Regions from separate parts of the Mus musculus genome. Here all the other regions are linked to region 1. A link is a contact called in public ChIA-PET and HiChIP or PLAC-seq data. All regions are on one chromosome and are shown on one strand. Each heading gives the region's core, a stretch centred on a gene start, on an enhancer-like site or on the middle of the called end of the contact. The rest is flanking DNA. Distances are from core to core; before and after follow the strand shown.

Region 1 (3,631 bases), core at 807-3,306:
CCTGGATTCCTTCCTTGGTACTGTAAAAGGAGATGATAACCTTGGTTAACATGAATGGGGCTCACCCTTTAGCTGAAAGGCCACGAGAGCAGACTTTTTCAGTGAAGACAAAATTCTGCTCTGTGTCTATAGCCTCAGCATGTGTGAGTTTCTGCTTGGATCTAGAGGCTCTACAGGGTTTGAACTTGTCAGTCAAATAACCACATGGATCAAGAAGGCAGGCATGCTACACATGTGTAATCCCCTCCTCTGAGAGGCTGAGGCATAAGGAGTATAAGTTTAAAGTGAACCTGGGCTATATACCTCAAGTTAAATATGAAGCATATCTTCAGATAAATATATATGTAGATAGAATGCAATTTAGTCAAAAATCTGTGGCTTTAACAAAACACCCTGGATAAACAGTTTATAAGGAGGAACTTATTTTGGCTCTTGGTTTTAGGTCACAGTCAGCTGATCTCCTTGGTTTAGGCCTGAGGTAAAACAGAGGATCATGGTGGGAAGCCCAAGGAGTCAAGTTGCTCATCTCATGGTGGCTGGGAAGTAAATAGATAAATGTTCATGCTTGGTTGCTTAGGAAAGGGCTAGAGTTCCAATACTTGCTTCAAGGGCACATCTTTCAGGACTTTACTTCCACTCAGCAGCCCCCCAATCACTAAGTTTCCATCACCTCCAAGCAGCATCCGCGGACCATATCTTCAACACACAAGCTTTGGTATTTAACATCAAACCCCAAACTAAAAATTAAGTCATTTTATCCAGCTATACCGTTCTAGATATACACGAAGAGAGTAAATGTCACCATGTAACTAAGATTCCTGCACACATATTTATTGCAGCATTGAGCATCCAAGTGATGGAGTCACCCAAGGAGCCTAGCAGTGGAGGAACAAATGGATAGAATATATGTGGTATTTATGAAAGTGAAGTATTATTCATCCACAAAAGAATGTTGTTTGCAAAAAAAAAAAAAAAAAAAAAAACACGGAACTGGAGATCATCATGTTAGGGAAATGAGCCAGGCTCAAATCAACAGATATTACATGTTTGCTTTTATATGATGAGCCTAAGTAGGCAAAATGAAAGTAGAAGGATGTTTATTAAGGCAGAGGGATTTTTAAAAAGCCAATCAGAGTGAACATAATCAAAGTTATTTCACAGAGGAATTTAAACAGAAATCAGTTTTGGTTTGCTATCATGGCTTTTCCCAGCTTACTCTGATTGAAGAGCAAAGGATTTATTCAAAAGTGACGTTATGACACTATTTGTATGTCGGAAAAAAAAAATACCAGGAAGAGCCCGCTGAGCCCAAGAGGCTGTGAATGGGGCTGGAGAGTTGGTGGATAAGGGCGCATGATAAACACCTAGGACTGGAGTTCAGATTCCAGCACTCACGTTAGAGATCCCCTGCACATTTCTGAATCACTATCTATGAGGACGGCTCAAATAAGAGGATCGCTGTGGCTAGCTGGCTTCCATTATTAGCCAAGGAAACCCGAGCCCCAGGTAAAGTGATGAGTGAAACAAACAAACAAACAAACAAACAAACCCTGCCTCAATGGAAAAGCGAGTGGACTTCTGCCGTCTTCCGGCCTCAGTGAGCACTCGCGCACACACGGATTCATCCACGTAGACACATAAAACTAACAAATCTTTCAGAAGCCCTGGACCTGTGTGTGGTGTAGACGGGAGAATTCTGACTATATAGCTCTGGCTGACTCGAAACTCAATAACGTAGACAAAGCTAGCGTGGAACTGGTATTAAAAAGTGCACCACCACTCCCGGGCTGGAAGGTGTTCTGAAATGTGATAACCCTCCAGGATGAAATCACATTTATTTCGGAGAAAAGGTATGAGCTTGGACAGGGCAGTTGTTGCAATCTGTACTTACAGACCCATTTCGGTGGTAAGCGTTGCTGAACCTGATAACTCAGTTCTAAGGAGTTGGGTCCGGAATAATTCACGAACCAGGGTGACTGTTACTCCCCTGAGCTATCCAATAAGAAGCACGGATAGTGGAGGGTGGCTCCCTTGCCGCCATATTTGAGTTCCGGGTAGCTGGAGGGAGGAGAGTTGTGCTTGAGCTTCCCGGTGCCTGTTCTGCCGACTGCCGCTCAGTAGGAAGAACGCCTGGATGCATCAGAAGCAGGAAATGGTGAGTGTGCCCTGGACTCTTGGAAGGTGGGCGGAGGGTTCTGACACTGCCACGGCTTTGCTGTAAGGTGGCGCCGGCTCCCCGACGTGTGCAGCAATTTGAGATGGACTTTGGGAGTGCCGTCAACCCGGGTGCACTTGAGTTGTATGCTCTGTTAGCGGAGTCCCGTCCTGTCCCTTCCCTGTGAAGCTGCTTCGTCCCTAGTTTCTAGTCCTCCCATGACGAGCCTGCGCCGCGAACCCGAGCCTCCGCTGACATTGCAGCTGCCAAGTTGGTGACGCCGCGTCCAGACTGCGGTGAAGGCACGTGGGTGGTGTGCACTGTTTTGCACTTTTTCATTTCCTTGTTCCCTGCTTTAGTTTTACACTGTGGTCATCCTGAAGAGAGGCTCGTGCTCGTGTGTTCTCTCTCTCTCTCTCTCTCTCTCTCTCTCTCTCTCTCTCTCTCTCTCTCTCTCGGCTTCTTTTTTAAAGTACTAGGGATGGAACCTCAGGTCTCATGCTAAGCGAACGCTTTACCATAGACCTGTAGACCTGTATCTCCATCCCTCATCCTGAGTTCACAGCTGGATTTGTTAGCTGTGATAGGCAAAATTCCCTATTTGTATGTACTGATTAATTAAGCTGATCATTTCTGAAGTAAAGGTTAGATTTTGGAGACCTTTTCCAAAGGAAAGTCTCGATAGCAGTGAAAAAGCCCAGGGCAGGGAGGGATTGTGTTGTTCTGTCCGTTTATACGGGATTTCACTGGGTACCATTGGCTGGTCTGGAAAGAGTTATGTAGACCAAACTAGTCTGGAACTCTAGATCCTCCACAGTGCTACGTGTGTTTCTGCTCATATGGGAGGGTATTCTGGGACTTGGAAGCCCAGGAGCCATACATACAGCTCTGAAGGGAAAAGGTGTCCCAATGAGGACATCCTCAAACACGGGAGCCCAGGAACCACACAGCTCTGAGAGGAAGCCTCCTCAGCAGTTCCCAGAGGAGGGTATCCCCAGCTGAGCTGAGGAGTTTAGGAGCTTACAGGCTTCAGCTGCCCTTTCTCTTCTCTTCTTTGCTTCTTTTCTTCTTAGCTTCTTCTGATGAGAGCCACTCCAGGCAGTAGATCTTATAAAGGAGACTTATTGGAGAGAAAAATGGAGAGGGATGGCTGCCCTCTGCTCCCAGAGCTGACTGACATGGGAGAATTGGACAAAGGGCAGGACTTGGATAGGATTTCTTAGAGAGTGGACAGAAATTTCCAGATTGAGGTGTGGTGTGAGTTCAAGTCCTGAGCTTGGGATTTCCTGTTAAGGGATTGGTGGGTTTTTTTCACCCTTTCCCCTGCATTGGGCCCATGGGTTAAGATGGGAAGTCCTTCCTGGCTTCAGGTTGCCTGGGCTGATGGGCCATCCTTGTGGAGCTGCTCCAGGAGGCTGGAGAGGAGGTGCTGCCACTGTGGACAGCTCCTGTGACAACTCCAGGCTGAGAAATTGT
Region 2 (3,631 bases), core at 735-3,234, 720 kb after region 1:
CAACAAAGACTAGAAGAGGGAATCTGATCCTACAAGGCATCTCTATGACAAAAGCTGAAAAATCTGAACATGAGACTAACTAAAGGTGCTCAAGTGTAGCTCAGAGGTAAGAGTGCTTGTCTAGCATCCTCAAGACCCCGAGTTCCCAAGAGGATGGAAGGGAAAGTTAAAAATGAGCACACTCCTAAGCTGAGCCTTTCTGGTAGTAAAGAGAGGCCTCTTTATCCTTTTAGTACTATGGGGTGAACCCCAGGACCTTGTGCATCTTGAGTAACTACTCTATTAATGGGCTATAATCTACACACTCATACACGACAGGCAAGTACTTATGTAGCTTAGGCAAATCTTGAGCCGAATCAGCTCTGGAACTCACGCAGCCTCTCCAGTGCTGAATAACACACAAGAACCAGTTAACCAATGGTGTTTTACTTCTCCCTAACTAAGATAAAAGATATGAAATTTCCTCCAGTAACAAAATAGCCATTACTTGGTAAATGCTTCACTAACAAGTGTTTTAAGTACTCTCAACTCCCAGAGTCCTAAAACTTCCCACCTTATACATTTGATGGAAAACAAAAATTCAGAGACATGGGCTGCTGATTTTAGAACCAAAATGTTTCTCCAGACCTCCTCAAGCTGATATATTAGTATATCAGTATGAGGAGAGTTTCACAGGAGCAGAATCTTATGGTTTCCTCCTTGAAGAAAACTTTTTAGGGCTCAGAAAGACCACCCTGTGGTCTGATATTAGGAATCGAATCTAGGGACTTTGGAGTGCCAGGTTATTGCTATGTTTTCATCCCTCTTTTTGAGAGTTAGGGTCTAGCTCAATTTCCCAATGACTAAATGGCAACCTAGACTGAACTCACTCTATATAGTCTGGCCACACTTTGCACTCTGGATCCTGCAGCTTCCCACTCCTCCCAAAAGGCTGGGACTCCTCAGGCCATGCTAGGACACTTATAATAACGAATCAAGGTCCCTAGACAGATCTCCAAGCAGGATTCCAAAAAAGGGATGATGACGTCTGTCTATTTTAATTTCTGAAACCCCGAAGTGGTGCCTCTACCCGAACACTTTAGGTCTGTTGCTAAGGATGAACACTGAGCAAGCAAAGACCATTTCTCCCATTGGTACCAACTGCACTTTAGGAAGTAGGACTATAAAGAGGGGAAAGAACTCCAGCCCAGGAGCCCGGGTCCGGGGCCATTCTAATGGAAGAAGCACTTCTTGCAGAATGAGGGTAACACCGGTGTCTCGGAACCCCGCAACAAGAGTCATGTCGACACCTTCCGGGTCGCGCCGCCGACCGTACACGTGACACCTCGCACGCGCAAGCCTCCCGCCCCTAACTTCTCAGATCTGAGAAACTGAGACAGAATACTTCCACTACTATGGATTGTATGCTGAAGGGTTGAAACTACACAGTCTTAATGGTTCAACCCTCGAGACCCCAGTGAGAGGTGCTGCGGGCCCTGATCTCCCGCAGCCCGCGCGCCATCACTGCTCTGAGAATAAAATACCAGGCCACAGGCCTGAGGCCTCGACGACGCGCTCAGACAGCCAGGAGGCTGAGGCAGCGGAGGCAAGCGCTGTCGGCAGGGGGCGATCCATTAGGCTCTCCTGGCTTCGTCGTCGTCACAGCCTTGGCCGCCCCCAACTCTCGGCAGGGAAAAGGCCTGCGCAGACGCCGCGCCGCCGTGGGAGAAGAGAAAGCGGCCCACAGACCTAACGGAGCTGCGAAGTAACCTGGCTGGAGTTAGAGAAGGATCAATTGCTGTTAGACTACTCACCCCTTCGGGCCCGGAGCTCCGTTGCCGCTCGGCACGCAGGGCGCGCCGCTCTCTTCCTCCATTTTGGGTTCTGTCGCCGCCACTTCGGCTGCCGCTTCGACCCCTGCCGCCATTTTCTCCGCGTCTGGGCTTTGTGTGAGGGAGCGGGCTCTGTCGAGCTGCGCCTGCGCGCTCACGTGACCCCGAACGACCAGTAACGCCTCCTTGTGCGGCGACCGGCTCCCGCTTCCTGCTCGCCTCGGGTCACGCCCCCTGGACGTCAGGCCACGCCTCCTCCAGTGGCAGGCCTCACTTCCCGATGTCCGCAGATACAGTTGGGTTGTGGGACAGGGGGAGAGATATGTGTCGCTCATTCGAACTTACAATACGAGCGCACATACGGACCTAGTCGGTCCAGCTTACTTTATATTTTTCCGTTTTGTTTTACTCATTAGCTTTCTTTTTTGAGGCAGGGTCTCACTATGTAGCCCTCCAGCCTCTCCCTACCTACCAAGTGCAGGAAATAAAGGCAAGCACCACCACGCCTGGCCTTTTCTTTCTTTTTCTTTTTTCAGCAACTTCATATATGTATATCATGTATTTTGCGCTTGCTTGGGGTTTTGCTGTTGTTGTTGAGACAGTTTCTAGCCAATACTGGCCTTGAATGTCTGAGCTGCCGCCTACACCTCTTGAGTGCTAGAATGATAGGCCAGAGGAACCAGGCTAATCAGTGCTAGGAATTGAACCCAGTGATTTGAACATGCTAGCAGTCTATCAACTTCAATCCCTGACCCTATACTGTTCTTTTATCATATTCACCTACCATTGCCCTTTTATTTCCCGCATTTCCACTGTACCTTCTTTCCAACAAGTTCCTCCATGTACCTCCTTGTCTTTGTTTTATGACCTACTGAGTTGGGTTTGCTTGCAAGAGCATAGATTAGGGGTTGATTTATTGGGGCAACTAAATAGGTGGCTACAACACTGAGGAAAATGACACCTCTTTCCTCCAGCATCTACTACCAATAGATCTTCAGGGAAGGGTGAAGCCTCCCAAGGCTCCCCCACCCCAACATGATGAGGTTCTATCTTGTGCAAGTAACCACAACTGCTTTGACAATGTCCGTGGCATGTCAAGGAGAGATCAGCTTTCCTTAAATGGAGAAAAAATATAAAAATTATGTTGGCAGGAATTATTTTTATTGGGGGGGGGATGGAGGGGGAATGATTGAATACAGGCTTTGAGCATGCCATGGCTGGCATGTGGGAATTGATTTTCTCTTTCCAGTAATCAAATTTAGGTTGTCAAACTTGGCAGCAAACATCTTTACCCACTAAGACAGAGCCAACCCTGCATGCAGAATTCTTGACAGGTTAATATCAAACTAAAACTCTCCATGTAATTCAAAGCATTAGAAGAGATGTATAACAGAAACCTCCCTCCCACCCTTTTCCGACTCCTCTTTTCCCCTTCTTTCCCCTCCCTCCCTCCTATTCTATCTCTCCTTACGGCACCACCCTGACACCATTTCCTGGGACCCTACATTCCAAAGTTATGATGAGAAATAGGTACCAAGCTTGGTAGGCCAGAAGAGTGAAGATGCTTGTGTGTTTTTACATAAATTTTTTTTTTATGGATATCAGTTCACCAGTCACCCAAGGCCTGATCACATCAGCTCTGTTCCTCAATCATATTGTTCCAGTCACGAAGTCTCCCAACCTGCTCTTCCTATGGGCCAGATTCCAGCCTCTGAGTCTTTACTTTCTGAAAAATTGACTTCCCCTTGAGTTTCCAGTCAGGGCAGCAAGATACTACCATGCATGAGCCTGTGTACTAGGCAAGAGATGGGTGCAGAAAA
Region 3 (3,631 bases), core at 298-2,797, 660 kb after region 1:
AACATGTACCCACAAATGTGAGTATGCACCTGCAAACAAATACCCCACAAACATGTGTGCATATATACATGCAACCACATACACAAAAATGGAAAAACAAACATTCATCAATGACTACTTCAGAAACCATGGTTTCTCTCTCTTCCACCTCTTGAAAGTCCTACAGGAGCCAGGCGTGGTGGCGCACGCCTTTAATCCCAGCACTCGGGAGGCAGAGGCAGGCAGATTTCTGAGTTCGAGGCCAGCCTGATCTACAGAGTGAGTTCCAGCCAGGGCTACACAGAGAAACCCTGTCTCGAAAAAACAAAACAAAAGAAAGAAAGAAAGAAAGAAAGAAAGAAAGAAAGAAAGAAAGAAAGAAAGGAAGGAAGAAAGGAAGCCCTACAGGACTCACCCAAGTTCTCTTTCTGACCTCCATACCAACATCTTTATTCTGTTTCAATAGTGCAGAGGTCTCGCCCTTGCTTACGAAAGGGGAGCTTGCTCTTTGCCAGCTCAGGACATCTGCGCCAGCTTGCTGTAGTGCTCTGCTTCTGTAGGCATCAAGGCACAGCTCAAGTCACCCCCTTAGACAGGCTTCCCTGACTCCTCATTTCACATCAGTTTTGTTTGTTTTCTTATCTCCTAGGATAGATCCAAGATCATTTTTCTGCTGTTGTTGATTTATTGTCTCTCCATTTTCTTGGTTGACTAGAGACTCCCAAGAGCAGTACTAAGTTCCTGGCACATAGGATGCACTTAAGGAAAGTAGGGTGGGCAGGCGACCTCTCAGTAGTAGTGCACTTGGGATTCATTTTCACACCTCTCGACCTGTGGAATTTGCTTGTTCCTGAAGATCCATTAGTTAGAGTGTTTCTCACATTGGGCTATTACAACAGATTCGTACTTGCTGCACACTGGATGTGCTGAAAATTTTATGGTGCTTGCTAGGAAGATGGGTCTGTGCAGACACAAGGGACCAGGGTTCAAACCCACAATCATGTAAATGAGAAAGAGTTTGGATCTCTAGCCCTCCCTGTGAGGCATAGCAGCTTCCTGTAATCAGGGCCCTTTGGAGGTGGACACAGGAATCTTCTGACAAGTAAGTTAGCTAGCTAGGTGGGAACTGGTGAGCTCCAACTTCAGTGAGAGATGTTGCCTCAGTGAATGAAGTGGAGAGCAATGAAGGAAGACAATGTCTACCTTGGACCTCCGCTCTTACCTGCTCACATCTGTGCATATACATATTCATTTGTACGTGTATGTGTACAGAGCTAAGGATGTGGCTTGCTTTGTAGAGAGTTTGCCTAGCATATATGAAAACTCTGGGTTTGATACTCAGTACCACCTAAAACCTGGTGTATTGGCATCTAAGTTCAAGGTCAACTTCTGTGTAAGGCCAACCTGGGCTATAAAAGTGGGGAGGGGAAGAGCTTTTGTCAGTTTTCTCTGAAATTTAAGACCAATCAAAAGCAGACCTTCTCTGTTTCTGTATAAGAGCTGCAGTGTAGTCTCAGGCCCCTCCTTCTAGAGAAGCGCCCAGAATTAGGCCACACCCCATGTCTCGCGAGATCTGAGAAGCGGGAAAATGGCGCCGATGTGAGCGAGAGACCGTGTCGCCGAGGAAGACGCCCCTGCTGGAGCCAGAGCCTCCGAAGGCACGGGAACCAGAGGTGTAACTGAGTAGAGGATGGTGAGCGCAGCACCCCGCACGCGGACGCGGAAGAGCAGCGGGACTGACAGGGAACGGTCCTGCCGCGCGCCCCCCTCCAGCTGACCCCGCCCCCACATCCGGGTCCCCGCCCGCCTCTGACTGTCACTTAGCTTTCGTCCAGCCCTGAAGGCCGGGCCACACCCACTCTCCTAGAGTTCAGTCCCTAAATTTAACACGTATTGGCTCAGAGCGTCTATCTGCTCAGCTCTAGCTTAGCCAGTATTCCCCATCATCACACGATCCACTGTAGGCCCTCCAGCATTTCCTAGTTGCTCCTCTAGGCCACACCTCCGCCCCTAGTGCCTCTCCTGCCAAAATTGAGGAAGGGATGTTAATGCTGCTTTTTTATGCATAATCCCTGATAACTCCTGCAATTGGAATTAGGAGACAGTAGCTCGGTCTGCCCTTATCTCCCGTATCTTGCTGGTGACTCAGAAAGTGGAATGACTGGGTAATATCTGGTGAGTGTTGAAGGAGTCTGTCTTGTGGACCTTTGTAGTAGAAGGGCATCTGTCTGACCTAGGGATCCCAGCCTGATTTTAGCCACTTCTTGCACCAGGAGGAACCATCCAGGCCCAGCTCGGACACGCTGACCACTGTAGAATCCAGCTCCGGTGAGCCAGACAAGGAGGTGGCATCTCCAGATGGGGCAGCTCCAGCCACTTTTTCCTCCGTGGAGGAGCCCAGCCCTAACCCAACAGCCATGCCACCAGTGTGGGACCATGGAGGACCTCTGCAGCAAGTTGCCTATCCAGCCTCAGACAGTTGCCAGACTGGCTCAACCAACACAGGCGTGGGGACCAATGAGGACCTTCGGTTGCCCAGACGCCGTCCACCGCCAGGTTATCTGTGGACCTTTCTGGGGAGTCACATGCCTTTGATAGGGCTGAGATGGTGCAAGACAAGGAATCACCTTTTATCCCATTGCGGGGGTGGGGGGGTGGGGTGGGGGGTGGTCTTCACCATTTACTGAGCACCTTGTCAATATGTCAGGTGTGGCTCCAGAGATGAACTAAACCAATCCAGCCCTTCCGGGCAGTTTATTCTGACAGTGGCTGGGTGGGGAGTAATCAAGGCTTTTGGGTAGGTCAGTAAGGAAGAGAGTAATGACACCCATTCGTTCCTGCAGGGAAACAAATACCCTGCTCTAGCCCCGGCTGCTGCCTCAGTTTCCCCAGTGTTCGTGATCTAGCACAGCATCTCCGTACCCACTGCCCACCCACACAGTCACTGGAAGGTAAGATGAGGGTTGCTGATAGTGAAGCAGATAGGCAGAGCCCCCCCCCCCAGAGTTAGTCTTAACCACCCCACTCCACATCTGCACTTTATCCCTACCAGGCAAACTCTTCCGATGCTCCGCGCTGAGCTGCACTGAGAGTTTCCCCAGCATGCAGGAGCTGGTAGCCCACGGCAAGCTGCATTACAAGCCCAACCGCTACTTCAAGTGAGAGCCTGACCATCCCCCTCTTTCAATTCCCAGATCTTTAGTGCTTCTTAGTGTGTGTGGAGGAAGGGTGGGTTGAAGTATGAGTGTGGCCTGGGAAACCAGCTCCAACCATGCATGGAAAACAGATGGGAATTAAGTCATTCTGGCTACGGGCTCAGTTTGGAGGTGCAGGGTATACATGCCGTGGTTCCGTCCAGTTCTACCTCATGTCTTATGTGGAAAACTGGCACTTAAGTAAAACCAAACTTGAGATTCTGAGCTGGAAAGGTCCAGAAGAATTAAGACTACAGTAAAGGAGGGCCTGTAGGCCAAGCTCCTTTACTTTGTGTGCAGTACTACAGAGATTCTGATATAGATACCCTTCCTACATCTTGGTCCCTGGGAAGCAGTGGATAGGCCCTTCCTGTTGCCCAGGATATAGTCCAGTACTGTGCCTGCCCCCAGGTGTGAGAATTGCCTCCTGCGCTTCCGCACTCACCGTTCACTCTTCA
Region 4 (3,631 bases), core at 786-3,285, 620 kb before region 1:
ATTAGATTTTTCCCACCCCTGGGGGTCCAGGGCCTTCTCAAGATGCTTAAATTTTAAGTACTAATGATTTAATAGCTGTCTATAAAAACCACTGGGGTGGGGAGTGCAACTGGAGAGATGGTTCAGTGGTCAAGAGTACTGCTCTTCCAGTGGGCCAGGACCCCAATCCCAGAAGCCATGGGGGTGGCTCATAATCATCTTTACCCTTAGTTTTATAGAGTTACAGGCGCTCACATGGCAGTGCACAGACACACACATTCAGGAAAAACACTCATATGAACAAAATTAAATAAACAAATTTATTAAAAAAAAAAAACACTGAAGGGTTGGAAATATGCTGCTCAATTGTGAGGACGAGAGTCAGATCCTAGAACCCATGTCAGGCGGCTCACTCACAACCCTCCGTTAACTCCAGTTTCAAGGGACCCATGTTCTCTTCTGGTCCCAAGGGGCACCTTCATACATGGCTGACACACTCACACAAACACATACATGTAGATGCAGACAGATACATGTAAATAAAGTAAAGTATGTTGTGGTGGAAGCCATACTATGCGCTTCAGGCTGCAGAGTTGCAGCCCTACCCTTTATCCACTAGATGTCAGTAGCACTGCATACCAGTCCCCCACCTCCACCCCCCCCCTGCCCATACACACATTATATAGATAAGACAAAACAGGACTCCAGATATTGCCAAATGTACCCCTGGGAGGTGTGAGGCAGGCAAAATCACCCTGGTTGAGAACCACTGGCCTAGAGGATGGTTGTTAAAAATCCCAAGGTTCTTGGCAAGCATTTGACCCAGGGGCTTAGGAGGACTGGCATAAAGCTCAGGTTCCATTGAAAGCCTTAAACATTCCAAACAGAATGTGGGTTATCCAGCAACCACTTAAGTTCAAGCCTGAAATACCTCCAGTAAAGTGGGAGGCACTGTCTGTGGCACTGACTGATAAGTTTCATTGGCAAACCCAGGGAGCCTTGGCAACTAACTCACTCAAGAATGATTCTACAGTCACTCAAGCATATTCCACACCCCTCACCATGCTCCTCACCCACCTTCCTCTTTGCTCAAATATCACTGATCTAAGTAGGTAGGCGGTTCCAGCCCAGTATGTTTTACAGCGACAGCTATCTTTACTCTTTCCTATTTTGCTTACATCTCTTCTTAAACGTCACCCTTCCCAGAGGCTTCAAAGCTCTCCGTGTAATGGCTGAATCTCTTCAGGATACCCAAGACCCAAAATAATATATTTATTGTATTTTGTCTGTCCTCGCCTATAAGATGCTTAAGAAATTCTTGTCAGCATTCAGTGTCTATTCAGCACCTGATTCGGTAAGTTGAGTGGAAAGTAGTCATTCGTCACCAGGGTTCAAGCTTGCTCTCTAAAGCTCCCTGCAACGGTTCAGAGCCTTCATATAGATTTACAGATTCTCACCGCCCCCTGGGGGAGTGAGGTAGGGGAGGTTGGCTCTCCCCCCCTCCCGCTTTATACCAGATGAAGTGGGGGGAGTGCCATGAGTAAGGGTCTGCGACGTTTTGCACAGAAACTGCTCAAGGGAGGCAATGGCGACAGCAGCCGCCCCAACGGACTGATCTCAGAAGCTCAGGCCTGAGAAGCGACGTCTTAGACGTGGGTGTCCGTGGGGCACTAGCCAGGGAATGACGAACGGAGGTGCGGGAAGCCTGAACCTAACGTTGAGGCCCAAGACCTACGGTCACAGAAGACACAAGCAAATCCTTGAGTAGCCAGGAGAGTCCAAGATGCCCGGCTGAGGTCAGTGAGAGCCGAAGCTTGAGGGATGCGACCCCGAAGGGAAGAGCCTAAGACGCCATTTTGTGACCACAGAGGGCAATGACCACGACACTACAAGAGGAGATCCTAGCATGACTCAGCCCGTCCTGACGCCCCGGCCCAGAGCGCTGCCTTCACCCTGTTGGGCCTACCTGTGTAGCTCATGGCCGCAGAGAACACCCGAGCCGTGGACACAGACCGCTACTCTGCGCGTCTGACGCCACAACAATCCCTGGGGTCCTTCCACACACGCTCCAGCCCCGCCTCCTTATCTCATTGGCTTCTGCAAACCTCGGACTTCACGCCTATTGGTTTCGCTACCTGTCTATTTTTACACCTCTTCGTGACAGTGGTTGGAGATACTGCCAACCCCCGACGACCCCGCCTTACTCTCCGCCTCCTGTTAACAAAAACCTGCGCCAATAGGCCAAGGGGAGAAGATGGAAAGGTTCGAAGGGGCGGAGCTGCATGCAACCTAGAGGTCCGAGCCCACGCGTGTGCTCGCCTGGTGTGTGCGAGCGAGACACTTGCCAGCGTGAGCAGAGACGACCGTCTTGCGCCCCGCCACTGAAATGAAGTCAAGAATGGTAAAGCCATGTTGAAAGGAGAAAATTAGTATCTAACTGCTAAACAAGGTCCTGACAAACGTTATGTGAGATAACGTTAAAACAAACGAAGAAGGCCATGTGTAGTAGCTGACTTCTGTAACCCCAGAATACCGGAGCCTGAGACAGAATGACTCGAGTTTGAGGTCAGATTATACTATATGAATTCTAAGCCACTCTGGGTTCCAGTGAGTCCCCGTTTCAAGGAGGGGTAAAGAATTAGGGCCAGTTTCACAAAGTAAATAGTAAATATTATTTTCTTATTAATCGTTACATAACAATTAATAGTGTTTGTAAGGATATAGCTTGGTGGAAAAACATTTTATCCTAGCATGTACAGAAGGCCTTATGTGAGCTCTCCAACTGCAAAATAAAGATGCTTTTGAAAATTTTATGTGTATTAGTGTTTTGCTTGCGCGTGTCTGTGTGAGGGTGTCAGATCACCTGAACTGGAGTTTCAGACAGCCCTGAGCTGCCATGAAGGTACTGGGAATTGAACCTGGGTCCTCTGGGAAAACAGCTAGTGCTCTTAACTGCTGAGCCATCTCTCCTGCCTCTCAAAAACCACTTTAAAAATAACTGTTTATGTGTATGCTATTTGTTATACAAGTAGTATATCTCAATGTATCATATATTATTGCAAATGCTTGACATAAGAACCTATGTTCAATGCTCAGCTCCACAAAACGAAAAATGTAACCCAGTACCAGCCTTGTTCTAAGCACTATGCCTGGCTCCTCCTGGCTGTGTGGAAAGTCACCATGGGAGGTATCCTTGGAAGAACCCTAAAAATAAAACAATGGATAAACTACAGCAAGCTCTGCTTCTATGATTCATGTACCTTCTTATGGTTTTGAGAAATGTTAAAGTAGGTGTTCTATTGGTATTAAGGAATGTTTATCAATTCTTTTTAGGCTTATGTATTTGTTTTGCTTGAATATATGTCTATGCAACTACATGCACCCCCAGTGCCTGAGGTGGTCAGAAGAGGGTACTGGATACCCTGGAGTTACTGTGAGCTGCCATGTGGGTGCTGGGAACCAAATCCAAGTTCTCTGTAAGAGCAGTGTGTGTTCTTTGCCATTGAGCCACCTCTCAGTTCTTGTTAGCAGTTTCTTTAGGGGTAATAACAATGGCATTCTTTAAAAGGCCTAGATCCTTCAAAGAAACATACTGAAATAGTTGATATGATAGCCAAAACTGTTCTTCACAATTTAGTTGGGGCAGGGGAGG
Region 5 (3,631 bases), core at 489-2,988, 590 kb after region 1:
CAAGCTTACTGTGGCATGTGTGCCCGCACAGTACACACATAAATGAATGAACAACTAGAGGCTTTCTTTAAGACACGGGGGAAGTAGTCCACATTTCCTTGGGGGGAGAAAGGACTTTGGCCACTACAGATAAAAACCTATCACTTTAAGACGAAAGCAGTTTCTTACCGAGTCTAACAAGTGTCCAGTCCTTTTGTACTCTCAACTAAATATGATCCTCTCCCACCCTTCCACATGTGGAGTTGTGCTATTGGCCCTGGATATTGGAGAAGAATATAGACTTCTCACCTATGGAAAGAGAGCACAGGACACAGAGACATTCCCAGTCTCTGTGGCATGGACCAAAGATGGATTAGAACACAGGTCCCTGTTAGGCTCTCACCAGTCTGGTTTGGTCTTAGCCACCTCCCCAGTGGGTAACATGAGGAGGTGACAACTTCTAGGAACTGTCATTTCCTCCATGTCAACAGAAGACTCATTTGTGATCTGGTCTTCCAAAGACCAAGTACTGAGCTAACGTATGGTAGGCCCTACATGTGCTGGCTGCTGCTGATAGAGCCAAGTCAGGAAAACAGCAAGGCTGTAAGTGTGAAAACCCAGATTGGGCCAGGAATGGTGTGTACATCTTTGGGCCCCACAATCCAGAGGCAGGAGGATCTCTGAGTTTGAGACCAAATTTGCTACTTACAAACTCCAGACAAGTCAAAATTATACAGTGGAAACCCTATCTCAAAAACAAAAACCACAACAATATCCAGATTTGGGGTGGAGTGACAGTGGGAGGTGCTTGCTGGATAGAAGGCTCAACTGGATAGAAGATTACTTCCTGTAATTTCAGAGGACCACAGTTCAATTCCAAGCACCCATATCAGGTGGTTAACAGATGTAAACTCCCAGAGATCCAGTGCCTCCTGGGTTCCAAAGGTCTCGGTCTCTGTCTCTGTCTCTCTGTCTCTGTCTCTGTTTCTCTCTGTGTCTCTCTCTTTCTCTTTCTCTCTCTCTCTCTCTCTCTCTCTCTCTCTCTCTCTCTCTCTCTCTCTCTCTCAAGGCCAATAGCTCACTTTTCACAACAAGCATCAGGGCATGAGTTTGAATCCCCAGACCCCACATAAAGCCAGATAAAGGTAACAAATATCTGAGACATGGAGATAGGAGGTGGAGACAAGAGAATCCAGGAAGCTTGCAGACTAGCCTGATTTCCACAGTAGGAAAACAACAGTGATGCCTATTTCAAGGAGAAGGGTGAGAACTGGCACTCACCTAAGGTTGTCTTCTGACCTCCCTCCACACATTCATATGCACCCATATAGAAACGCACACAAAGAGAAATACAGACATTAAAGGGAAATAAGTCTTGTGGTGTCTTCTACTCCAGTTAAACTTCCCTTACTAACAGACCTGGCTTTGGAGGAACAGTCTACAGGGAGGACCATAAAGGGTTTCCATGGGAACTCTGAGCAGACACACATCTGAAATGGTACTTCCTTCCCCTGATTCTGAAGAGAACTAAGCGGCCAGTCCTGCAGTCAGCTGATTTGGGTGCTTTTTGCTGTAACTCTTTTCTTGAGGTAGATGATGGATAAAGGACTTTCTCTAGTCTGGCAGTGACTGCCCGCCAACTTTGACCTATCCCTTCAGGGTAAGCTCCAAACGGTTCCCTCAGCCCTGTCATTGCTGCTAGAGCTCAGAGCACTGTCCCCGCCCTCAGCTTCCCTCCCCTGTGGTCATGAGCCCTCCCGCAAAGGAAGTAAAAGAGGGGCTGTTACAAGAGGAACTAGGGCCAAGAGCCTGTGAAGGAGGAGAGCCATGCCAGAGCCACCCCCTAGAACCCTCTGAGCCTGCACCCCTGTCATTACCCACAGGAGCCTACATACCATCCCTCACCATGGTAAGTTGTTCAAGGTGGGATCTGGGAGTGGTAACCTGGTAGCACCCTCAAAACTTGGGGCAATGGTTATGAGAACCACAGAGCCTTCAGAGACAGAGTTCCATAGGACAGCACAGAGCACCCCATGTCCCTCACCAAGAATCAAGCTCCAATCTGCATCTGCCAGGCTGGGTATGAGGACCAATACTGCAACATAAATAGGAAAGAAAGTGTCCCTGAAGGAATTACACAGTCGTCAGGAAGAGAACATGTCCCTTTTCAGGGGCTTAGAGAACTAGGTTATCAACTCATCTCAGAACTAGTCTTCCCCTGCAGTTTGAAACAAGCTCTTCCCTCTCTTAGCCTCTGTTTCTAGAACTCTTATTTAGAAGTTGGTCTGGAGAAAGGAGTGTTTGAGGGGTGTAGGGCTTTTCTTGGGAACATTCATCAGAGGGATCTGTAGGTTTGGCCACTCTCATGGGGTGGGATAACAGTGCAAGTGATCCTAGGTGGTTTGACTATAACAATCACAGGGGCAGATGATAGCTCAGTGCGGGTGCTTGGCTAGTGTGCTCAAGATCCTGGGTATCATCTCTAGCACTGAAAATAAGTCATCATCATCCTCATTTAACTTCCAGGACCAGTTAATTTTACTAAGGAGGAGTTGGAGATGTGGGTGTGCGGCAGAAGATAGCAAAGGATGAAAAGGAGGGGGAAGAGAGAGCTAGGAGAAGAAAAGGAAAAATAGGAATGGAGATAAGGAATAGAAAGAAGAGGAGAGGGAGGGGATGGGGGTTTTCATAGGGGAAACCAAGAAAGGGGATAACATTTGAAATGTAAATAAAGAAAATACCTAATGAAAGAAAGAAAGGAAGGAAGGAAGGAAGGAAGGAAGGAAGGAAGGAAGGAAGGAAGGAAGGAAGAAAAAAAGAGGAGGAGATGGAGGACTAGGTGGAGAAAGGATAGAGGAAAGGTATACAAAGGAGAGACCGTTCTCCCTACTACCCAAGGATGGCAGTGGAGACGCTGCAGACAGAGATGTCACTACAAGTTCAAGTTGAAGTCTGTTGATGATGAGAAGGCTGGAGAATGATCAGCACCATGCATGGGTCTAGACTTAGCAGCATCATGGCACATACAATAAAAGCCAGTAGTGATTACACAAATCACCCCATGGCTCCACAAACCCACAGTTCACTTCAGCTTTCAATTTTTGTCATTCTGTCAATGAGAACAAGGGCATGTTCTTAGGAAAAGAATAGTTGTTGGGGTTCTTGGAGGTTATAGCAAACAGGACTGGAGTGGAGGCAGGGAGGTGAGGTGAAAGAGACCATTTTTTTAGAAAGCCAGTGAGAGCTGGGGCTGAGTCTGGGCTCTGGGTAGAATGCTTACTGTCATACACATAGCCTTAGGTTCCATTCTGAGCATCACATAAACTGGGCATGGTACTGTACACCTGTTGTCCCAGAACTTGGGAAGTGGATGCAGAAGTTCAAAGTCCTCCATGACTAGAGCAAATTTAAGGCCAGCCTGTGCTACATGAAGCCCTTTCTTTTAAAAGGAGGAGGAGGAGGAGGAGAAGGAGGAGGAGGAGGAGGAGGAGGAGGAGGAAAGAAAAGGAGGAGGAAAGAAAAAGAGGAAGAAAGAGAAAGAAAGAAAGAAAGAAAGAAAGAAAGAAAGAAAGAAAGAAAGAAAGAAAAAGAAAGAGAAAGAAAGAAAGAAAGAAAGAAAGAAAGAAAGAAAGAAAGAAAGAAAGAAAGAAAG
Region 6 (3,631 bases), core at 707-3,206, 580 kb before region 1:
GCTGCACAGATATATATGTGCACAAAACAACCATACACATAAAATAATAATAATGAAAAAGAAAAAAAACTTAAAAGGGAAGGCTGGGAAGCTCTGAAGTATCTCGGATTCCAGCTCCAGGTATCTAACAGCCCTGGCCTCTTCAGGCACCGGCAGTCACGTGCACATACCCACATACAGACATTCATTCATACCATAAAAATAATCAAAACTTAAAAAATAAGATGAGGCATGGAAATGTAGCTTAGTGGGAGAGTGCTTGCCTAACATGTAAAATGCACAAAACAAAATGCCAGGAGAAAGAACAAGTGAATGAAAGGGAAGTTAATTTAAAACTAAAGAGGGCCGGGCATGGTAGTTCACGCCTTTAGTCCCAGCACTCGTGAGGCAGAGGCAGGCGGATTTCTGAGTTCGAGGCCAGCCTGGTCTACAAAGTGAGTTCCAGGACAGCCAGGACTACACAGAAACCCTGTCTCAAAAAAAAAAAAAAAAAAAAAAAAAAAAAAAAAAAAAAAAAACCAACCAACCAACCAAACAAACAAACAAAAAAACCAAACAAACCAAAAAACAAAAAACCCAAAAAACTAAAGAGGAGGGCTGGGGCAGAACTCAATGGAACAGCTTTTGCAGAGTATGTGCAAGGGCCTACGTGCAATCCCCAGTTCTATAAAGAACAGAATAAAACAAAGAAGGAAGAGGGGTGTAAGGCCACACTACTGACTTCACCCCTCAGGGTTTTGAATTTCCCATTCCTAACATGAGATACTAAATAACGGAGGCTCTTCCGACAAAGGTTCTAAGTATGATGTGAATTGAGAAGACAAAGAACTTGGCATGTAGGAACCACAGAAGAGGTGCTCGGAATTTATTAGAAGGCCAAGTTTTGGGGGACCAGCCACACCAGATTCCTGTTAAGTCCTTAAACATACCAGGCTCCTCCCCTCTGCAGGGCCTTTGCCCATGCTGTCCCGCCACCTGCTGGGCACGTCCCACCACTCATTCTGTGCTGTGCCTCAAACACCACTGTGTCAGGTGGCTTTTCCTGGAGCGCCCAGCCATGGTCCTGGCACTCAGTTTAATATCTGCATAGCCTGCATAACCTGCCCTTATGACATCTGCTCAGTCGTTCCTTGTCCACCTTCCCTTCTGGAATGCCAACCCCTGGAGGACAGGGACTTTTGTCTCTTTATGATTATTTCCCCAGCACCCAGAACAGAAAGTGGCACAGCAGGTGCTCAGTGTTTAATAAACGAACAACAAATTGTGAGGTGGGGACAGTGTGAGCTAGCCTTGTATGGGGTAAATCAAGATGGAAAGAGGCAACTCGAATCTCCCCAGACTTTACCTTACCACTAGAGGGCACTCGCTCAGGAGCTCCACTCCATCAAGACTGCAAGAAGGAACAAGTGGGCTTTGGGCAAAGAGCTCAGGGTACTGACATGGGATTTGGATACAGCTGGTGTCCAGCTTAGAGAGGAAAGCCAGGACACTACAAGTATGAATCCCAGTTTCTTACATCCAGTCATGGGCTCCCAAGACATCTGTTTTCATAAGGGCAAACTGAAAAGCGGTACGTGGAGCACTAAAGGAGGCTATGTGCATCGAACAGAATTCCAATTGCAACTCAGCCCCTGCTGGGTGGGGTGACCTGACTCTCTCTGGGCCTGGGGGACCAAGTGGGAAGCTTCTTTAGGGCCACAGAGCCCTCTTACCAGAAATGCCACTTCTGCCATCCAGAATGTCTCGAGGGCCTTCTTTGGTGATTGGCAGGTAATGAGAAGATGGAAAGATATCACCTTCCCCCTCAGCAGCCTCAGCCCCACTCTCGATGTCCTCTCTTGGAGCGGGGCCTCGAGGATGATCCGGGGCAGCCAGGCCACCTGCCAGTAACCCCTCCATGGGTGCCAGCCGTGAATCTTCACTCAGTACCTGGCAGGTTCAGCAGGACATTGTGGGCCTGGAGACAAAGACAAGGAAGACCTTAAGAGAGTAAGAAGAGAATTCTGTTTGTTCTCCCCTCTCTCAGAACCCTAGTCCTCTCCTTCAAAGCCTATGGCCTCAGTTTGTCTCTTAGTTGAAGTGAGGGGTTAAGTGGTGTTGAGGTTCCATTCACTCCTATTATAATCCAATCACCTCTACTGGGAGCGAGTCTCAGTACACTAAAGCGTTCTCTTTCCCCAGCTTCTTCACAGCCTCCATTCACCACAGTTACACACGCACATTCAGTCACCTCAGCCCTCCCTCATCACTCCTTCCACCTCCACCTATTCCTCCCATGGCTCACTCACAGCTTCACCGTGTCCAGCTGCTTTCCTGTGACTGCATAACCTACAGCCATGCCTCCAGTTTCCAGGGTCCCCGCTCTCTCCCCAGTGCAGGGTCTCGAGGGCCCCCATCTTTGCCCTTATACTTTACTCACTTCTGTTGCCCCGTATCAATTACCCCTACACTTTTCCAACATTCACATCCTTCTCCCTACCCAGGAATGTAGGGTTATTAACCCCTTAGCCTCTCCACACGCTCAAGTGACCCCACCATTAACCCTTTCCCTTCTCTTAGCATGATCTCTCATGCATACCAAGCCTGGGCTCCTCCACCCTGCCACCTTCCAATAGTATTGCTTGCATCCTCCACCGATATTGGTTGTTCTGGCCCGAGGATGAAAAGGACCGATGGGGCTCCTGTTTCAGAAATAAGGACCCTGGGGGGGAGGAGGGCGATTGTCCTCTCCACCTATAAATACCTTCAAGGTAGAGCAGAAAGTGAAGGGCAGGAATGAGGCGCTCTCCCCAGGGAGATGGTGGTGAGGCCCGGCCCAGGCAACCGGGGCGGGGCCGGGGCTCCAGGCCTGGTAGCAGGCGTTGCCCTCGAGGGCCTGGGCGCTCCCGGGGGGCCCTACACAGGGTGGGTTGACAGTCTTGGCTGGAGGGGTCCCTGCCCAGGCCTGGAGAAAGCACCTGCGGGTGCCCACTCGGGTAGGCACTGCTGGCGGGGATCGGGCAGGACCGCAACTTCGGAGCACTTTGGCAGCTTGGGGAGGGGGCTCCAGTCCAGATGGTCGTTCCCTACCCCACCTCCCGCAGGGGTCGCAGAGGTAGGGGCGGCGCTGCGCGGACGCACCCTGCGGGGAAGCCAGGGTCCCCAGGATGCGCCCTTCGCCCGTGCACCTCGGGGCGGGAGACCCCGCGGGACGAGCTGAGGTGGGGGGGGAGACACCTGCCTCGAGACCCCCGATCCTCCCCCCACCTGTACAGCCCCGCCCCCTGCAGGCCCCGCCCCTGCAGGCCCCGCCCCTCCCCCGCCCCAGGGGGTCCCGCCCGGCCCGACCGGGCCCAGGCCTCCCCTCCCTGCTCCAGCTCCGCCCCGTCCGCGAGCTTCCCGGGCTGGGTCGAGCCTCACCGGGGGAGGCGTAGTCGCTGGCCGGGAACTCCCCTACTTCATAGGGCCGTCGCTGCCACTACAGCTGCTGCCCCTCTTGGTGCCGGTGCCACGGCCTCCGCAGCCACCGCTGCCTCCACAGCTCGGGGGACATTGTCCCTTTAAATCGCTCCCCCCCCCACCGCCCCGCCCCTCCCCCCCGGCGTGCCGACGTGACCTCAGCGCGACAGCCCCGCCGCGCCGCCATGATGAG
Region 7 (3,631 bases), core at 745-3,244, 560 kb after region 1:
AAATAAAAATAAATATCTTTAAAAGAAGAATAAATCAAATTGAAAGACCAGGAAGATGGTTCCGTGGATAAAGCACTTGCCTCATAAACACACGAACCTGGGCTCAGGGTTTGGCTTTTCCCATCCCCCACCCCGCTCTCGTTTCCTGGGGGTCTTTTTCTCTGTGTGTCTTTCTCTGTGTGTATTTCCTCAGCCCTAATAAAAAAGCATCACACACACACAACTAACCACAACAAATGTCATTTCAGATTGTCTGAACAGAAATCCATCAATCTCTGTCCTCTACGCGCAGCCCCCCAACACATGCACATATGTACACAAAATATAAATAAGTTAAAATATATGAAACCAAAAGTCCCAAGGGAGCTCACCGAGGACAAAGCATCATGTCGCTCTTACCACCCTCCAAGGGCTGAGTCCAACACTGGCAGGAAAAGGAGGCTCTCTCCCCACTCCCTCCAAACCCTCTGGGACTAAGGTAGAAGGGGGTGGGATGGGGGGGACACTAAGATTTACTTATTAATTGAGGAATGAGGTTTCAAAGCTGGTAAGTAGCAGGACCTGGAATCTAGTTTGAAGCCACCCAGCTCCAAATGGTCCTGAAAATCTTCTCACGGTGAGTGTGGAAGCCATCCCTAGACTGGGGACAGGTGGCTGGAGCCACAGCAGAAGTACAACCTGAGAAAGCAAAGGCAGGTGCCTCAGGCCAAGGGGCCCAAGGGGCAGTTCGGTTAGTGGAGGCCAGGGGTGGGTATGGGTTCTAGGGATTGCAGTATGTAAAAGTTAACAGCCCCTCTGGTCTGGCAGGGTGTCCAGAGAAGTTGGGTCCGGGCAGGAGGGTTCGGGCACCATAGGAATTTTTCGTACAGTGCATGAGCCCTTAACATGCCATTTCCAAGTTCAAGACTAAGTTCAACGTAGAGACAGAGAACTACCTGTATCCCTAGCTGAACTCAGAACAGAGGGAATGTTTGTGGTTGAAACTCTCCTGCTCCCTCCCACAACCACCCCTCTTCCTCCCCTGCTCCCTACAAAGGCTGTCATTACCCCATTTCTAAGGATAAGAAAACCTAGAATCAGAGTCGGTCAAGGCCAAGGCCAAAGCCCACTGTGGGGGCCAATCTTGGAATTCTGAGACCAGGGGTAATGGTGTAGAACACTCCCACAATCAGGCCTGGATTGAAGCTGGTTGGAATCCCAGCTTTGCTCCACTGCACTGGTCATCTCCTGCATGTACAAACTCCTCGTAGATTTAAACACTGTGTCCCAAAGATGATCATGACGCCCCCCTGGCTGGACTTAGTTTTCACATCTGTAAAATGGAACTGACTAGGTCCTCTTCACTGCTAGAGAGTTAAAGCAAGTGAACTCAAAAGCAGAGCCAAAGCAGATCAAAGCCCCCGGACCGGAGCTTTGTGAAGGCTGGGACCCAACTCAGATTTATTCACTCAGCCTCGGGCACCATGCCTGGCACACGGAGAGGCGCCCAATAAATGTTTGCTTGAGCAAGGACCAGCCCTCAATAAATAACAGCTGTTGTTGACTCGGCTAACGGAGGCAAGGCACTGGGCTCTCCCCTTGTCTCAACCCCCTCGCTAGCCCCCAACTCAATTTTGCCCCTTTCTCCAGGACCCCCATCTCCTCCACCTCTTTCTATTCAAACTTTCCTCCCTCACAATTTCCCGCCTAACCCCTCCTTTCCGTCCTCCCCCCCATCCCCCTACTGTGTGCGTCCACTCCTCCCCCACTCTCCACCTCTGTCCCTTCACACCCCCTGCCTTCTTCTATCTCCGCCCCCAGCCTCCCCTCTCCCGTACCCCCCCCCCCAACCTTCTCCAACTCCCATCCCAAATTCCTCCTCAGCATCTCCACCCACACGGGCGCCCTTCGCGAGGCGGGGTAATCCGGGCTCCGGGGTCCTTGGCTTGGGTCCAGCCTGAGGCCCTGGGCGGCGGCGGCGGCGGAAGCAGCAGCAGCGGCGGGCGGGGTTTGGGTTTTTTTTTTTGGTTTTTCTTTTTTTTTAATAACCCTGGCAGGCTGCTCAGGAAGTGAGTGCCTTCCCGCGCCCCCTCCCCCGGCCACGCCACCGGGCGCTTGCTCCCTCCCTTCCTGTGCGCCGGGCGGTGAGTCTGTGCGTCTACAGCGGACCGAAGGCTCCAGGCACGCAGGTACTGGCGATCTGGGGACCCAGTTGGGCGGCGCAGTCACCGGAATGCAGTGATTATAAGTGACTTTGTGTGTCTCGGGGACAAGATGTGCTGGACGGATCCCGTTGTGCGAGTGCTGTGTTGGTGCCGAATGTCCCTAAGTGTTGCAGATACAGACTGCCTGTTTGGGTTGGCTCAGGTTTGGGGCGGGGGTCGAGGTCAGCCACGTATCCAAATGGTTGTGCTTCTGCGGATTGTATGACCTTATGGCTTTCAGCATCTGGGAGCGACTGTGTGGGCAGACTGTTGAGGTGTGTTGAGTGTTTGCCTAAGTGAGGGTAAGAAAAATGCCTCTCGTGCATGTAAATGCCAAGTGTGTCTGTCTCTGAATATTTGCGTTTCTCAGGAGTGTTATTAGTGGAAATGCCTGCATGCATATGTGTCTGAGTTTGTAGAATTTCTTAGTTCCCCCTGCTATGAATGTGTAAACTTGTGCATGTGTGTGTGTTAACTTTCTGTGTTAAATGAGCGTGTATAGGCTGCTAGGCTTGTGGCTTGTCTTGGACTGTGTAACTGTGCACATAGGCCTGTTTGTCTGGGTTTATGGGCTGTCTGGGTGTCCATGTGGAAATATGTGTTTCTGTATACATAGGTGTGGAGGTATGTAGTTGTGTGTGTTTGGGTTTAGTGAACCAGGCCTTCCTGCTATTCAAGTGTGGGTTGCCCTATAGAGTGTGATTGTGTTTGTTTGTGTGTCTGCCTGTGAGAGTGGAGCTGGGGCTGCTACTTCCCCTCAGATGGTCATCTATGCCACAGAACTCTGAAGCAAGGAGCCTCCCTACCAGGGGGAGACACACTTTAATTAACAGCTGGTTGGTGGTAATGGGAGTGGTGACCTGTGCAGCCCCTCCCCTTAGGCCTCCCCTCTGGCTGGTCCTTTTGTCTGTGTGCTCACAGCAGCCAGGCCAGATGTGCAGCGCCTGGAGGAAGCCTGCTGCCTCAGGCTGATGGCTGCCTATGCCTGGCCAAAGAAGCTCTGTCCTCCACTGAGAAGCCTCCACCTCTTTAGCTGGGTTTCCCGCACAGCCTACAAAAGTCTAGGTGTGGAGTGCTGGTCCCTATAGGATCCCCAGGATGTGATGGAGCCACACACATTCCCGGGAGGCTTTTCCCTCTTCCAGCACTTGTGCCCTTCCCCCAGGCTAGTGGCCTCCCTGCAGCCTGCCAGAGGAGGGGCCTGGGGGACAGGGGCCAAGCCTAGGTACACACACACACACACACACACACACACACACACACACACACACACACACACACAGGAGAGACAGAGACAGACAGATACATATACACACCCATAGTGTCATCTTGTGCCCAGCCAAACATGCGACTCCTCTCAATTGTAACTCATCCTCAGATTGGCTTTGTCTGCCCCAGACCTACTGACTTGTTTGTGGTCTCTCCTGTAGCCCCATCTTGGTATCATT

The links. ChIA-PET counts read pairs in DNA pulled down with a chosen protein or histone mark. HiChIP or PLAC-seq counts read pairs in DNA pulled down with a chosen protein or histone mark.
Region 2: a contact with region 1 is called in an RNA polymerase II ChIA-PET map of memory CD8 T cells, with 10 read pairs. The contact joins the promoter of Hnrnpm here to the promoter of Zfp472 in region 1. A contact is called at or near these places in 12 of 39 promoter capture datasets (the 3T3-L1 cell line, 3T3-L1-derived adipocytes, the C10 cell line and 7 more) and 3 of 115 datasets of contacts at active chromatin or transcription factors (large pre-B cells, memory CD8 T cells and pro-B cells).
Region 3: a contact with region 1 is called in an RNA polymerase II ChIA-PET map of memory CD8 T cells, with 8 read pairs. The contact joins the promoter of Zfp414 here to the promoter of Zfp472 in region 1. A contact is called at or near these places in 15 of 39 promoter capture datasets (the 3T3-L1 cell line, 3T3-L1-derived adipocytes, the C10 cell line and 10 more) and 3 of 115 datasets of contacts at active chromatin or transcription factors (large pre-B cells, memory CD8 T cells and pro-B cells).
Region 4: a contact with region 1 is called in an H3K4me3 HiChIP or PLAC-seq map of bone marrow-derived macrophages, with 3 times the contacts expected there. The contact joins the promoter of Akap8l here to the promoter of Zfp472 in region 1. A contact is called at or near these places in 2 of 39 promoter capture datasets (the 3T3-L1 cell line and hippocampal neurons) and 4 of 115 datasets of contacts at active chromatin or transcription factors (astrocytes, bone marrow-derived macrophages, effector CD8 T cells and 1 more).
Region 5: a contact with region 1 is called in an H3K27ac HiChIP or PLAC-seq map of bone marrow-derived dendritic cells, with 5 times the contacts expected there. The contact joins the promoter of Myo1f here to the promoter of Zfp472 in region 1. A contact is called at or near these places in 9 of 39 promoter capture datasets (the 3T3-L1 cell line, the C10 cell line, the HPC-7 cell line and 5 more), 8 of 115 datasets of contacts at active chromatin or transcription factors (the 230-238 cell line, CD8 T cells, astrocytes and 5 more) and 1 of 9 other capture datasets (embryonic stem cells).
Region 6: a FOXA1 HiChIP or PLAC-seq map of pancreatic cancer cells shows a contact between it and region 1. The contact joins the promoter of Wiz here to the promoter of Zfp472 in region 1. A contact is called at or near these places in 14 of 39 promoter capture datasets (the 3T3-L1 cell line, 3T3-L1-derived adipocytes, embryonic stem cells and 9 more) and 1 of 115 datasets of contacts at active chromatin or transcription factors (pancreatic cancer cells).
Region 7: an H3K27ac HiChIP or PLAC-seq map of embryonic stem cells shows a contact between it and region 1, with 3 times the contacts expected there. The contact joins the promoter of Adamts10 here to the promoter of Zfp472 in region 1. A contact is called at or near these places in 12 of 39 promoter capture datasets (the 3T3-L1 cell line, 3T3-L1-derived adipocytes, the C10 cell line and 8 more) and 7 of 115 datasets of contacts at active chromatin or transcription factors (astrocytes, embryonic forebrain, embryonic stem cells and 3 more).

What each region holds. Positions count from the first base shown.
Region 1 is chr17:32,963,775-32,967,405 of GRCm38.p6, forward strand. It overlaps Zfp472 (zinc finger protein 472), which reads left to right and starts at 2,057. Exons shown (of 4, transcript NM_153063.3): 1 at 2,057-2,155. The coding sequence starts at 2,135. It also overlaps the pseudogene Cyp4f41-ps.
Region 2 is chr17:33,683,474-33,687,104 of GRCm38.p6, forward strand. It overlaps Hnrnpm (heterogeneous nuclear ribonucleoprotein M), which reads right to left and starts at 1,985. Exons shown (of 16, transcript NM_029804.3): 1 at 1,794-1,985. The coding sequence starts at 1,906. It also overlaps a transcript of Marchf2 not described here.
Region 3 is chr17:33,627,545-33,631,175 of GRCm38.p6, forward strand. It overlaps Zfp414 (zinc finger protein 414), which reads left to right and starts at 1,548. Exons shown (of 6, transcript NM_026712.3): 1 at 1,548-1,672; 2 at 2,253-2,535; 3 at 2,823-2,930; 4 at 3,032-3,137; 5 at 3,585-3,631. The coding sequence starts at 1,670.
Region 4 is chr17:32,348,542-32,352,172 of GRCm38.p6, forward strand. Akap8l (A kinase (PRKA) anchor protein 8-like) reads right to left here and starts at 2,036. Exons shown (of 14, transcript NM_017476.2): 1 at 1,946-2,036. The coding sequence starts at 1,958.
Region 5 is chr17:33,553,969-33,557,599 of GRCm38.p6, forward strand. Myo1f (myosin IF) reads left to right here and starts at 1,739. Exons shown (of 28, transcript NM_053214.2): 1 at 1,739-1,888. The coding sequence starts at 1,886.
Region 6 is chr17:32,385,861-32,389,491 of GRCm38.p6, forward strand. It overlaps Wiz (widely-interspaced zinc finger motifs), which reads right to left and starts at 1,957. Exons shown (of 11, transcript NM_001372227.1): 1 at 1,713-1,957. The coding sequence starts at 1,899.
Region 7 is chr17:33,522,091-33,525,721 of GRCm38.p6, forward strand. It overlaps Adamts10 (a disintegrin-like and metallopeptidase (reprolysin type) with thrombospondin type 1 motif, 10), which reads left to right and starts at 1,995. Exons shown (of 25, transcript NM_172619.4): 1 at 1,995-2,168.